2 separate regions of the Sus scrofa genome follow, and region 1 is linked to region 2. A link is a contact called in public HiChIP or PLAC-seq data. All regions are on one chromosome and are shown on one strand. Each heading gives the region's core, a stretch centred on a gene start, on an enhancer-like site or on the middle of the called end of the contact. The rest is flanking DNA. Distances are from core to core; before and after follow the strand shown.

Region 1 (2,882 bases), core at 83-2,582, 220 kb after region 2:
GTGGTGAGACCCAGCTGCCTCTCGGTCTGGACACCCCACGACTCACGGGAATTCTAGGCTTCGTGGGTGGGCCGCGAACTAGCTACCCTGAGCTCCGCTAGAAACTGGAGCGCGAGGAACAGCCTCCGCGGCGACGCAACCGAGAACGCGCATCCCGGGGCGGAGCGCCGCGGGTGACGCCAGGGGCACGCCCACCGCTCCCCGTCCCAGCGCCAGACGGCGCCCCGCCCCTCCCACTAGGTCTCGCGCGGACACGCGCCTGGCCCCGCCCCCGAGCAGGGCCGCGCGCCCCCAGCCCCTGCGAGGCCCAGGAGGCGCTCAGGATACTTACTTGTGGAAAGAAACGGGCTTGTCCTTGTCATATCGGTTCTTGCAGCCGTAGGCGGAACAGGACTGCACCATCCTTCCGGTCCTGGTTACTTCACTTCTGCCGCCCCAGCAGGCAGTTGAGGCTGCTATCAATGTCGTCGCGCTCGACTTTGACACCCTCTCTTCTTCCGTAGCTTTGGTCAACAGTTACAATGACGAGAGGCTCACTCGGGAGCGACTAATGTGTCCGTTTTGTTGTTTGCATTAGCAGAAGGACCACAGCCATCGCCCGTCTCCCGTCTCCAAGATGGCGGAGACAGCTTCAACCTCACCTCTCGCGAGGCGTTAGTCCTACTGTCTCTTGATTAGCCCTGAGGTCAGAGGTAACGTTTCTTGGGAAGCAGGCCATTGGCTGAGTCCCGCCGCGCGGCGGACTGAGCGTTGCGGAAGTGGGCGGGGCCTCCGAGCTTCCGGAAGGAAGGAGTAATTACCTGGGAGAGGGGGGTGGGAGCGCAGGACCGATTCCGCCCCGGCGGTGCTGCTTGGGGTTACTTATGCTGGGCGGTTCAGATTCGCGGCACTCTACCGTCTATTGGGTCTGCTGGCCTGAAGCAGGACAGGTGTAAAGCTGAGGTCGTTGCATAATTGCCTTGTTTCTCTAAAAGGGCGGTCCCAGATGGCGTGATGTGTAAAACTTGGTGGACTCCCTTCCCGGCCCGCTAACCTCTCTTACCTGCTTCAGGTATTCTGAGGCTTTGCGGAGCCCAGGTGAAGAGTTTAGCCAGGAAAGCCCGCACCTGCACACACCGCGAGCCCAGTCTCTAGGGGCTTCTCTCACTAATGCTGCAGTTATCTTAATGATCTCCAGGTGCCGTGTTGGGACTCGCCAACAGCTGCAGCCCTTTTGGCCGGCTCCTTTCGTCTGTGTCGATAACGGGCTGTTGAGTAATCTCATGGCTCATAATTTCTTTTTTTTTAATTGGTGAGCAAGACTAGCATAGGCCCAGTCTTCGTAGCTTAAGTCCTAGTAAGGGGAAACAGACAATAAAAATGTAAATAAAATCACAGTGTGCTCAGGTGCCTGAATACATTAGAATGCCGAGATGAGGGTAGTAAGGAGAGGGTCACTGCCTACTCTCTGAGAAGGGAATGTTAAATCTGAGAACCAAACAACGGGTCGGGGGGAGAGGGTTTCTGCCACAAGAAGTGCGTGCTAAGGCCTGGAGGCAGTAAAAAGGTCTGTCTTCTAGGAACTGAATGGGGCCTGCAATGGCAGAGCCCAGTGAGTGGGTGGGGGCATACTGCAGCGTGAAGCCGCTGAGCCATTTTAGGCGGGGAGAGACATGATCTAATAAACGTTTTTAAAAGGCCATTCTGGGGAGTTCCCGTCGTGGCGCAGTGGTTAACGAATCCGACTAGGAACCATGAGGTTGCGGGTTCGATCCCTGCCCCCACTCAGTGGGTTAACGATCCGGCGTTGCCGTGAGCTGTGGTGTAGGTTGCAGACGCGGCTCGGATCCCGAGTTGCAGTGGCTCTGGCGTAGGCCGGTGGCTACAGCTCCGATTCGACCCCTAGCCTGGGAACCTCCATATGCGCGGGAGCGGCCCAAGAAATAGCAACAACAACAGCAAAAGACTAAAAAATAAAAAAATAAAAGGTCATTCTGGCTATTATGCCAAGAATTTATCAGGGAGGGGCAACAGTGAGTGAGCAGACCAATTAATAAGAGCAGACCAATTAAGAGGCTGTTGCAAGCAGACAGGAGATTGGCAACTTTGGACCAAGGAGTAGATGCCTATGCTAACAGGTAGAAACACCAGGGCTTGCTGGTAGTGGAAACAAGAATGAGGAAGACACAGAGTTCCCACTGTGGCGCAAGTGGAAACGAATCCGACTAGGAACCATGAGGTTGCAGGTTGGATCCCTGTCCTGCTCAGCAGGTTAAGGATCCGGAGTTGCGGTGACCTGTGGTGTAGTTCGCATACGCGGCTCGGAAATGGCGGTGCTGTACCTGTGGTGCAGGGCGGGCAAGCTCTAGCCCCGATTAGACCCCCTAGCCCGGGAACCTCCGCATGCCTCGAGTGTGGCCATTAGTGGCCCTAAAAAGACGAAAAAAAAAGGAATGAGGAAGGAGTTCCCCCTCCCTCCTGGCTCAGTGGTTAACAAACCCGACTAGTATCCGTGAGGACTCGGGTTTCAATGGGTTGAGACCCGGTTGCTGTGGTCTACCTCACGTGTTTCTCGGATCCCAATTGCTGTGGCCGTGGCTAGCAGCTACAGCTCCGATTAGTTCCCTAGCCTGGGAACCTACATATGCTGCGGGTGAGGCCCTAAAAGGAGAAAAAAAAAATTAAGATAAAGATATCAGGGGTAATTTAAGCTTGAGTTTTGGGTGTGAGCATTTTTTTAAAAATTGTTTTACAACGTTCAGCGGCTTAATGTGGGATCTCAGTTCCCAGAACAGAACTGGGGCCATATGGGTGAAAGCGCCAAATCCCAACCAGTAACCCACCAGAGAACTTCCCACTGGCTTGAGCATTTAGATGGATGGATGGTGGTGCTTTTTACCGAG
Region 2 (2,797 bases), core at 265-2,764:
TTTCCAAGCACCTCCCTCCCTCATCCTCTGCACGTTCTCTCAGCTATTTCTGCTCTCACAAGATGCAACTGCTGGATCCCACCATCATTCTCATCACTGTTATTCCTCCATACATCATTAAACTGTATCTCTGGAAACACAGTCAAAATAAAACTTCTGGATTAAGGAAGTCAAAACTACTCAATTAAATCCAGTCAAAAAATTAACTTTTTCTTTTCCTTTCTTTTCTTTTGGCCACCCCCATGCCATGTGGAAATTCCTGGGCCAGGGACCACATCCAAGCCCCAGCTGCCACCTCCGCCACAGCTGCACCAACAGCCTAACTCACTGCCGAGGATCAAACCCAGGGCTCTACCGTGACCTGAGCCACTGCAATCAGATTTTTAACCCACTCCGTCATGGGGGGGAACTCCAAAAACTTAACTTGTTAATGCACAAAATACTGGACTGGAATATGTTGAAGACATTTCAAGGCAAACTGAAAAATCAGGTAGAACTCCTACAGCATGGATTACCCAAGATTCTTAACATTCACAGGTATGTTAAGAAGTAATAGCCAATTCACTGTTTTTTATTTCCTTGGTTTGGTACTAGAAAATTACTCTTCCTGCTTGACTGTCATTTGTTAACTCTTATTAAGAATGTCACTTAGAAACTAAATATGGAAAGAGGGGGCCTTTCAGAAGGGGACATTAAGGCTTTCCCAACATTTACCTTTATCCAGTGTCCTAAGCCTGGCCTGTTCATTGCGTGACAATGATACGTAATGGCAACTTGGATAAAGAGACATGACACAGGGCTTTGGAAACTACTGAATACCCTAATGAAGGGACTGACTGCCCTTCCATGTAATTGTAAAGCCCTCTTCCAACTTGAAAAACACATTCATTTACTCTCTGAGTCATTATATACTGCCAACACCCTTATTTTACAAAAAAAAAAAAAAAAACTGAAAAAAAACAGAAACAGAAGTAATTAATGTACATATTCCACACTTGGACACATTCAAATCAACTCGTGTACTCAAATATTTCTGAACAACCTATGTTTATGCAAAAAGTTATCTGGAAGATTAAATGAAAGAAAGTATGGCACAGGCCTGGCAAACACTCGGTAGGTACTCAACATTACCCAATTATTATTGATTCTAATTTTCCAACTTTGGAGTTGTACTAAATAGTTACAAAACTACATATATGATTATATATACATACTATATATAAGCTAATATGTTACTACTAAAAATAAAGCTTTTGTTATATACCAAGGAATGCTCTTCCTCTACAGAAGAGTTGAGTTTAATTTTAACAGAATGATCCACAAAGAAGCAGAGAAAACTTGCTAAGGGTAGAGTGTTAAATCTTAGCTCTAATCTCTGCTTGTCAATTAAGGATACAACCTCTACAAGGTCTAGTATGAATTATAATCAGCAGTCAGCTGATCCTAGAGAACACGCTCAAAATGAATAGTTAAGACCTCGAGCACGTGAACAAGTGGCCATTTATTTGCAAGGCTACGCCAACCGCTGAAATCGGATTACTTCAATGCTGATGCTGAAATCCTACATAAATTCTTTACCTGTCTCGAGCTAGAATTTTTCAACTCTTTACACACACACAAATCTTAAATACCCCAAAGTCACTTTAACAATAATACTACAGCATCCTGGGCACATCCAGTTTTTAAAACACTTCAATACTCTCAGCACGCATCATTTATTATGACAAGAAAAGTGCAGCAAAAGTGTGGAGAGCACGTGCTTTCCTAAGTAAATACTAAAAGTAACCCTCTGCCCTCATTACGAAAAGAGAAAATCTTTGCGTTTCCAGCTAAATCTCGACCGTGGGCCAAGGCACACTCGTTCTCCCGCGCGGGTAGCGGCGCCCAGGAGCGCCGAGGCGGGACGGGAAGCTGCTTGCGCTCCCGGAGGACCCGGCCCCTCTCCCGGCCCGCTCGGACGCGCCGCGGCCGGACCCACGTGGACCTCCAGCCGGCGGCCAGACCCACCGCCCTGGAGCCCCGAGGTAGCAGCAGGCCGGGGTAGCTACGGGTCCGGGAGGCGGGGAGGGGCCGGGGGCGGGGCCGGCGCCGCGCCACGGGGGAGGGAAGGGAACCGGGCTCCACTCACGCGCCCGGAGGCGGCACCGGGGCCGTCGCTGCGCTTCTCCGGTTCAAACCCTGAGAGGGGGGCGGGGGGGAAAGACCTGGCTCCTTGTTCCATCCGGAAGCCAACGGGCCGGCAGGAAATGACGAAGCAGAGGTCGTCCGGGTCCGTTCGGTAACCGGCTCCGCGCGTCCGGCCGCAACTGCGGGGGAAGGAGCCCCGAGCAGAGCAGCCCAGCCTCGCGCCGCCTGCGGAGCGAGCAGCGTGAGTGGACCCGCGCCCCGCGCCTGCGGCCGCCCGGCCCCGCCCCCGTCCGGCCCCGCCCCCGCCGTGCGCCCCGCCCCGGCTTGTGGGGGAGGGGGAGACGGGGAGGGGCAGGCGCCCCCAGCCCGGTGCCCGGCCCACTGCCCGCCGGCGTCCGGGCCTCTCAGCCGCTGCGCCCCGCTTGAGCCTCTCAGGCGGGAGGGAGTAGGGAGGCTCCGAGTTCCGGAAACGCGGATGGAGAGGTGGAAGTCGCGGTCTCCCCAGCGCGAGGCCGGGGCTGGCTGGGGACCGCTGGGTTTAGCGGACGCGCTTTAGGATCGCACCGTGCAGCCTGCGGGCGCCGGCGCCCAGGCCGCTCCTGCCCTGGCCGCTTACACGGGGGTGGGGGATGGATTTCGAGGTGCCTGCTTCACCACACTTCTTTCCAGG

What was found. HiChIP or PLAC-seq counts read pairs in DNA pulled down with a chosen protein or histone mark.
Region 1: an H3K27ac HiChIP or PLAC-seq map of alveolar macrophages shows a contact between it and region 2. The contact joins the promoter of THAP1 here to the promoter of SLC20A2 in region 2. A contact is called at or near these places in 1 of 5 promoter capture datasets (liver) and 1 of 2 datasets of contacts at active chromatin or transcription factors (alveolar macrophages).

Annotation. Positions count from the first base shown.
Region 1 is chr17:11,771,989-11,774,870 of Sscrofa11.1, forward strand. THAP1 (THAP domain-containing protein 1) reads right to left here and starts at 1,333. Exons shown (of 3, transcript XM_003359869.4): 1 at 332-1,333. The coding sequence starts at 402.
Region 2 is chr17:11,548,109-11,550,905 of Sscrofa11.1, forward strand. It overlaps SLC20A2 (sodium-dependent phosphate transporter 2), which reads right to left and starts at 1,515. Exons shown (of 12, transcript XM_021078067.1): 1 at 1-1,515. SMIM19 (small integral membrane protein 19) reads left to right here and starts at 1,799. Exons shown (of 4, transcript NM_001190223.1): 1 at 1,799-2,024.